Linked DNA regions of Zea mays: regions 1 and 2 are each linked to region 3. The links are chromatin contacts, called in public Hi-C maps. All regions are on one chromosome and are shown on one strand. Each heading gives the region's core, a stretch centred on a gene start, on an enhancer-like site or on the middle of the called end of the contact. The rest is flanking DNA. Distances are from core to core; before and after follow the strand shown. Region 1 holds the start of LOC100272930 (putative pectinesterase/pectinesterase inhibitor 51). Region 2 holds the start of LOC100193043. Region 3 holds the start of LOC100276602.

Region 1 (2,700 bases), core at 30-2,529, 140 kb after region 3:
TGTCCCCAAGTAACAGCTGACATACAATGTCCTGGCATACTCCTTCCATGGCCGGCCCAAATACAGTCTGTATGAATCTGGCTTTCTCCGAAACAATTCCACAAACCCTTTGTTCCCATCCACAGTGCAATTCACAAATACAAACCCTGTCGTCTGCCCCGGATCAATCCTCCCACTAGCCGCCACCACGTTTCGTGCGCGCTTCTGAGCTCCCTCGGCCCGTGGTACAGTCTTAATCACACATTCCTCAAACACTGCTGCTGCATTCCCAAATATAAAATCCACTGTCCCTACAATATGGCACCTGCGGTAGAACTGCCGCATTGTGTGAGCATACAGCGTATCCTGATGTCCACGGAACTCCACATTCTCCAGCACTGACCGATCGCTGTCAGAACGGAACGCTACAGCCTGATGAGCTCCAGCACCAGCGCTGTTCTCAAATGTTATATCCCTCGCACGGAACCCGTCACCGATCACATCCACCGTCGCAGTTTCATAAGTTCCCAGCCCATCGATCCCCACGCTCCGGGACGCAGTGATAACAGTAGCTCCCATACCCTCCCCCATCAGCAAAATGTTGGCCTTCTCATACGGAATCACGACATTTTCCTTGTACGTACCTGCACCAACTGCGATGGCGAAGTGCCCAGCGCCAGCGGTGTGGTTCGGCGCTGCGTCCACCGCGGCCTGCACGGTCGAGTAGCCACACGGCTTCACACCGGAATTCGGTTTGCACACCGTGGCGTCGGGGCGGATCCTCGCAGGGAATGCGGCGGCAGGGGCGGAAGAGGGAGGAGGTTTCAGGGCGGCATTTAGGGTTTGTGGGGCAAGGGAATTGAGGAAGCGGGACGTGAGGGGGTGGGAGCGGAAGGCCGGGAGCGAGAGGAGGTGGGAGCAGTCGTACTGGCACTGGAGCGAGCCGGAGGCGAGGTGGAGCGCGGCGGGGACGTCGCCGGACTCCAGGGACGACAACGAGGCGCGGAGGCGGTGCAGCGAGAGGGCGAGGTGGTCGGCGCAGGGCCGCGCGTAGGAATTCGGCGACGGGTGCGCAGCGATGGCCGCGTGGAGGAGCGAGGCGGGCGCGGTGGTGTGCTCCCAGGGCGGCGCGGCCGGGAGGAGGACGAGCAGCGTAAGGAGCAGGAGCCCGGACGCCGCCGCGGCGAACTGGAGGAGGCGACCGCGGCGTGGGAGCGGGTGGGGGTGGCCGCGCGGCATTTGGCGGACATGCGCGTCGGAGCGGAGGCGGCGTGGCGACACTAGTTCGCGTTGTGTTCTTCGATGTGTACAGTACTCGTTCGTTTCGTCTCCATTGGTAACCGGGAAGGACCGAAGGAGGGTGAGGACGTGTCAGTTATGGCGGACTTTCAGAAAGACGTTTCCGCATCCTGTTGGCGTACGCCGTTACCAGCTTAAAAGGATAAGCTGGCCTCGTCACCACGCTCCATGGTGGCTCTGAAGTCATCTGTTAACCGATGGATTTGGTCGTCGAAAGCGTCGTTCATGGGCGCTTACCCGTCAGGCCATCAAGGTTTCCTCTTCTGCCCGGCTCGTTGCCCTCCACTACCGTGGCACTGAGTGCTGCCTTTTCCGGACGTCCATGCCCACCCATTGTTCGTCGGAATGCCCCAGCGGTGGTGCCATTTGCCAAGAAGAAGAGGAATGAATATATCGAAGATCCGCCAGATGAGGAGGTCGCAGATGATTTCACCGACGAGATGGAGGAGGACTTCGACGACGCCAAAGAAGACGAAGGCGGTAATGGATTTTGTGAACTCGGTGATGTTTGTTTTTCCTGTTTGGGATTTCCGGCTGACTTCCTGTGGGACGACTGGGGATTGTGGTCCCTGCAGTTTGCTCCATTTATATGCTCCCCTCATCTGATTGTTCGCACTGTGATGCATCCCCTCTAAAATTTTAGTGAGAAGCGTTTTGCGCATCTGTTCCTTTTCATGTGCTTGTGTCTTATCGTTCACTATGAATCATCCATGCTAGCAAGGTGTGTGGTACGATCATCTACACACATGACTACGAGTTATCCTACAATATGCAGACTCTTCCATTTGTTTCAGAAGAAGATGCAGTTGCACTGCACATTGTTGGGACCTACAATCACCACGAAATTGAGGGAAAGATGTCATTGATCATTTGCGTAACTCATTAGTCCTTACCTTGTCAAGGTTTATGCTTTCTAGCACGAACACTTGGAGGTGCAACACTACAGTCTTGTTAGTAAATTGGGACAGGGCTGATGTAGTGATGTATTTCCTTCTATTGCAAACATCAATAATGATTTATGGTCTTAGGTTATGTAGCGGTTCTGATTTACAATGCGTTTGTCTGAACTTGTGTGCTCTAAAACATACAGTGTTTCAGCAACCAGCATACTTGTCTGCTCATGACTTTTGATGTCCCCTGCTCAGTTAGTATTATTAGTTTCATATATAAGCCAAGCAGTACTTTGTTATACTAAATAAAGTTACTTCGTTCACCAAATCATGCAGATGTAATGGATGATGACGAAGAGTATGAGGACGACTATGACTTTGAAGATGATTTTGAGAGTGATGATGAACAGGATCTTTATGTAAGTTTCACTCTACTTGCTTGATAAATACAGTTTGATTATGTAAACATTGAATTATGTTCTGGAGGCTGGAGATGGAGGTGCTGGTGGCGGTATATCCCTTGCTGGTGCAT
Region 2 (2,700 bases), core at 168-2,667, 220 kb after region 3:
ACATCCTTCTAGATACCGAATGCCATTGCAAGATAGCCGATTTCGGTATCTCTCGGCTATTCACAGGCGACGTGAAGGATTACCCGTCGGGGGGTTCTGAGCCTCCGGAAGGGTCTTTTCCCTACGCAGATCCGGAGTACATGAGAAGCAAAGTGTTGACACCCAAGTCTGACGTATACTGCTTCGGAACCGTGATACTCCAGCTACTGACCGGAAGACAGGAGCCTGCACGGCGGCTTGCTGGTGAAGTAAGGTGTGCCATGGCTTGTGGCAAGCTATCGTCAATTCTCGACCCTGCTGCTGGGCATTGGCCTATGGAGGTGGCCGGAAGGCTAGCGGAACTGGGCCTGAGGTGCAGTGAGGACAGAAGCCGGGATCGCCCAGACCTGACTGCTGAGACCGTACGAGAGCTGGAACAGCTACACTTGACGAGGGAGGAGGAACAAGCACCCTCCTCTTTCCTGTGCCCGATTATGCAGGCAAGTACCATCGTCTTGCACCATTGTTAACTAGGGAAACGGGTATGGGGGTTGGATCGATGTGAATTGTGATGATGACAAGAAACTCGGTGCGTTTCTTTTATTCTTTCCCTCTTCTGTTTTGGCTTGCAGGAGATAATGCATGATCCTCAGGTGTGCGCTGCTGATGGGGTGACCTACGAAGGGCGGGCGATCCGTGAGCGGATGGAGTTGGAGACTGGGCAGGGGACAGCGCCTCTGAACAACCTGAAACTGGAGCATCTCAGTCTCACACCTAACCACGCCCTTCGGTTCGCTATCCAGGATTGGCTTCGTCGCTCTCGCCGATGAAACTTTTTGCCTGGCGTTTCTTTTGGGTTTTCGACCTGTACAGATTTCACGTGTAAAGGGGTATAGCATATCTGCATATGAATAATTTGAATAGCTGTTCTAAGGTTTTGTCTGTACTTCATGAAATGTATCAGGATGCATGTACGCGGCAATGCAGCTTCAGGATCGATCGCATAAATCTTAAAATAATACTGTCTATGCCATGTCCAACCATCTCTCTAATCTCATCTTTTATTTTAAAATTTCTCTCTATAAATAATACTGTCTATGCCATGTGTTGGATGTGGCTACAGTGGACAAATGTTACAAACTCATAAAGTCCACATGAGAAACTGGGAACTCAGAGATAAGATGTTACACTGTAAGGTCTACAACTCTACATGGAGAGGTATATGGTAGGGAAAAATGTGAAGTGGAAGTTAGTTATTTTTGTGTTATGGCTGTGTTTTCTGAAAATGATAATTAGTGACGTGGTAGTTAGCTATGGATTTAAAAAAACGAAGGAATTCCAAAAGTGATTTAAAACAAGGAATAATTGGATCTATACCATTAAAAGATCCAATCTTTAGATATATACCATGGACCCCACATGTCATTGACTCATGTGGACCCACATGTAAGTGAGATAGTAATGGTATGGATCCAAAGTGGTGATCTTTTAATGGTATGGATCCAAATTTCCCTTAAAACAAACAACACAGTTTCCCGAATCATTGTTTTGGGCCTTGGTGGGCTCTCTACTTTCTGCCTTCCGGCGGTTTCCTTTCATCCTCGTGTTGACCTAGCCAATTTCTTCGACCGAACGAAAACACAGCCGTCGTCGCCGTCCCGCCCGCCCACGGCCGCCGCCGCCGCCAGCTGCCGTTTCCCAAAAGCGAGCGAACGGCAAACCAAATAAAAACTCCTCGAACTACCGGCTTCTACTAAAACCCTCGACGTCGGCAGCGCGGCGTCGGCGAGATGAAGAACCTGCGCCTTGTGACGAGGCTCCCGCAGCAGCTCCAGCTCCAGATAGACGGCGAAACCCTCGTCGCCTCCGCCATCGACGCAGAGAGCCGCCGCGCTTTCTTCGCTTCCTCCGCCAACTTCATCTACACCGTCTCACTGCCCTCGTCCTCCACCCAGGAACAGGTCTCCAATTCCACCCCATCCCCTGCTGATCAAGACGAGTTTTTTTTTCCTTGCTTCTTTGTTTCTTTCACTGTGTCTACGCTAGAAAGCCAGCAAGCAACACTTACTAAAATATTGCTGTATTCTTGTATAGCCAATGGTTTAATTTTTTCAGTCCAGGAAAAAAAGTTCGCTATGCCAACAACTTCATCTTGTAGCTTTCCAGGTTGTGCTGACTATCTTGCTTTCGTACCACTTCTGCAGCAACTACTGCAATGGAGCAAAACTGCTACTCAACACTCTGACATGGAGGAGGTTGTTCTTGATCCTGGAGATCGCATTGTTGCCATGGATTATCTTATGGAGAGGGAGTCTCTACTCCTTGGGTCGTCAGATGGTTGTCTTCTCTTATATAACGTGGAGGAGAAAACAACTGAAGTTGTCGGAAGACTGGAAGGTGGTGTCAACACCATTGCCTCTAGCCCCGATGGGGCCCTTCTCTCTGTCACCACTGGACTCGGCCAACTGCTTGTCATCACACAGGACTGGGAAGTGCTGTTTGAGACTTCACTTGACCCTCAAGTATGTTTAATATACTAAAGTCTTACTGAATATACACGTTCTTTTTGTGTGTGTTTGTGTTCTCTCCCAATTCTAAACATCCTTCTTCTCAGGACGAGACCATTGACAACACAGACAGTACCGGTGGTCAGAGTCGAAGTGCAATTTCTTGGCGAGGGGATGGGAAGTATTTCGCTACACTTGTAGCCCCTGAGAGCTT
Region 3 (2,700 bases), core at 126-2,625:
AAAAACACAATCATGCATTTATTTTAAGTACACGGTGGCAGTGGGACTAAAATAAGCAGACATGACATAATCACATAACCCGATATATAGAGCCAGCCAAACGGACTGGGTCCTGTACTCCTGTTTGGTGCGCAGCCGTGTGGTCGGCACGGGACAGGGGCAAGCGGACGCGGAGTGACGTACGTACCCCCTCCCCCTGGCCCTGGCTGCATGCATGGACCACACACCGTCCGAACAGTTTCGAGACGCGAATTCATGTTGCGATTGGATGCAACTTGCTTTCTGTATTCTTGTCTTCTTTCTTGGTGTGTGATGCTGCGGCTATCTAGCTCGTCTGACAGAGAACGAACGGGTGAGGGTAGCTTATAACTCTACACCATGCTCGAGACTTTATTTGCAATTATTATACGGTAAGTATGTACTACAAGCGTTAATCTAATTGTACCTGTACTAGCAGCCATGAAGAGTTGTCTGTTACTCTCAATCTTTGAGATAGACGAGAGTGAGAGAGAGAGAGAGAGAGGAGGAGGAGGTCTTGTTTACTCACCTCGATGTTCCGTTGGACGTCGAGCCTCAGCACGGCCATGGTCGGCCCGATCTTATCTGCACACACACACAACACGCAACGCCATGGGCAAATCGCCATTGAGGATTCAGCAGTGACTCAGTGAGGGGGTGGAAACGCAAGTAGAGATGAGCATGCAGCTTGGAGGCGGGCAAGGTCAAGAACATGAGATACATACATGCATGGTATGGCATGGCAACTGATGGTTGCTACTCACCGAGCACTCGAACGAGGAGGTGCGACAGCGCCAGGAAGCGGAGCGTGGGCAGGGACGACGCGGCCGCCTTGCCATCGCCGTCGACGCGCTTGAGATGGGCCGCCGGGGACAGCTCCTCGATGGCGAGCCGTATCTCGGACCACTCCACGGCTTCGTCGTCTCGATCCTCCTCCTCCCGCTCGTCTCCTTCTTTCTCGACCCTCTCGCCCTCCGCTGCTCCTTCCTGCTGCTGCTGCTGCCCTGGCCCGCTGGCCAGGGCCCTGGCTTCTCCCTCGCCCCTTTCCCTCTCCACCATGGACGCCGGTTGCTTTGTTGCAGTTGCAGCTCTCACTGCCAAGGCATTCCAAGCTTATCCTCCCTGCTCTTTGCTGAGAACCTGAGACACACACACATACACAGAGAGAGAGAGAGAGAAAGGGAGAGCGCAAGTCAAATGTCTGTGTTTTGCGAATGAAGACCTGACCCTCCAATCGGTAGCAGCCCTTGAGACCATAATATATACTATATCCTACTAATAATATCCAGGCAGGTATCAGTGTCAGTACGGGAAGCCCTGTAGAAACAGGCACGCTATTACTACTTTACTAGGAGCTCAAACCGCTCTCGTTGGCTTTTCAAAATATAGGGTTGGCATCGTTACGTTACGTCTGCAGAGCCCAAACCGCGGCTTTGGCAATGCAAGCAGAGAAAGAAACAGCTTTATTAATCGCGACGATAAGGCAAGGCAGACCTCAGCAGCTAGCTGCTTACACCCGTGATGTCGATGCCTCAGCGCATCAAATCACATACATTAATGAACCCCCAAAAAAACAATTGGAGGCAAAATAACGCAAACCTATCGAACTTGGAAAAGAGATAAATCTTAAAACAAAAGCGGTGGCTGCGAGTTCACCGGTCAGGCCGTCACGTTACTGTTACTTACTTAAGCAGTGACGTATAAGTCGTAGCCCATGTCATTTCCCTGCTCTACGAGGCGGCGTCGACGCCGGATCAGTGACACTGCAGATGAATCTGGCTTTTTCTCCCGCTCTCGCGTCAGTGGCGTCACCTCTTTTTTTTTTATCCAAAGCGGCGTCGACAGCTAGAACGGCCTTGGACCGTGCTTGCTTTCTCCTGTCCTGTGACGCCACCTTCCGCTTGTAATGTACACCTACTGTTCGTAGAGGGGGTCAGAAAAAGCAGCCAGCGGCACACCAAGGGGGTGTTTGGTTTCTAGTGACTAATATTTAGTCCCTACATTTTATTCTATTTAAGTCACAAAATTGTCAAATATAGAAACTAAAACTTTATTTTAGTTTCTATATTTGACAATTTATACACTAAAATAGAATAAAATGATGGGACTAAACATTAGTCCCTAGAAACCAAACACCCACCAAATCTACTGCAGCTGTTGGTAACCACTTGTACGACGAAAAGTAGCTGCAGCAAAAAGGAAGCGAAGCTCAATCACAGAGAAGCGGCATGATTGAAGTCCAGCAGCTGCAAACGAAGCTCAGTCAGAGAAGCGGCAGTTATTACAAGTGCAAGCATAGCATTTCCCAGAATAGCATTGCCCCGATCGGCAGGGATTAGGTGGCGACCCTTCAGGCAGGCTACCCATAAAACCGTTGCAATGTCTGAATCTGTGTCCCCAGAGCTCATGCTTAAAATCGCTTACCCGTACTCCTGTAGAATTTGTGTCCGCATCCGAACAGCAGCTCTGCCTCACGCTTTGCATAGGAGCCCATCAACCAACCAGCCTTTCAGATACCTTGCCGTTTCAATCAACTCGGTAGCTGGTACTGTATATGATAGTTTAGTAACACAAAGCACATCAGAATGTTCTCTGGCGGTGCCTGTTTGAAACAGCGGCAGGCCTGCCGTGGCGAAACATTTGCTCAATAACTTATACAAACAATAAAGTGTGATGCTAAGG

The links. Hi-C and Micro-C count contacts between places; a contact is called where the count stands out from the background.
Region 1: a Hi-C map of tassel shows a contact between it and region 3, with 4 times the contacts expected there. The contact joins the promoter of LOC100272930 here to the promoter of LOC100276602 in region 3. A contact is called at or near these places in 4 of 25 Hi-C or Micro-C datasets (ear, endosperm, leaf and 1 more).
Region 2: a Hi-C map of tassel shows a contact between it and region 3, with 6 times the contacts expected there. The contact joins the promoter of LOC100193043 here to the promoter of LOC100276602 in region 3. A contact is called at or near these places in 5 of 25 Hi-C or Micro-C datasets (ear, endosperm, leaf and 1 more).

What each region holds. Positions count from the first base shown.
Region 1 is chr2:50,531,625-50,534,324 of Zm-B73-REFERENCE-NAM-5.0, forward strand. It overlaps LOC100272930 (putative pectinesterase/pectinesterase inhibitor 51), which reads right to left and starts at 1,280. Exons shown (of 1, transcript NM_001147382.1): 1 at 1-1,280. The coding sequence starts at 1,218. LOC100216947 (Uncharacterized protein family UPF0090) reads left to right here and starts at 1,361. Exons shown (of 6, transcript NM_001359523.1): 1 at 1,361-1,531; 2 at 1,633-1,758; 3 at 2,505-2,587; 4 at 2,655-2,700. The coding sequence starts at 1,447.
Region 2 is chr2:50,612,036-50,614,735 of Zm-B73-REFERENCE-NAM-5.0, forward strand. It overlaps LOC100193043, which reads left to right and starts at 1,418. Exons shown (of 5, transcript NM_001357854.2): 1 at 1,418-1,940; 2 at 2,184-2,501; 3 at 2,594-2,700. The coding sequence starts at 1,770. It overlaps LOC103646429, which reads left to right. Exons shown (of 7, transcript XM_008671166.4): 6 at 1-479; 7 at 612-1,005. The coding sequence ends at 809.
Region 3 is chr2:50,388,504-50,391,203 of Zm-B73-REFERENCE-NAM-5.0, forward strand. It overlaps LOC100276602, which reads right to left and starts at 1,376. Exons shown (of 3, transcript NM_001150351.2): 1 at 783-1,376; 2 at 548-603. The coding sequence starts at 1,077. It also overlaps a transcript of LOC100382535 not described here.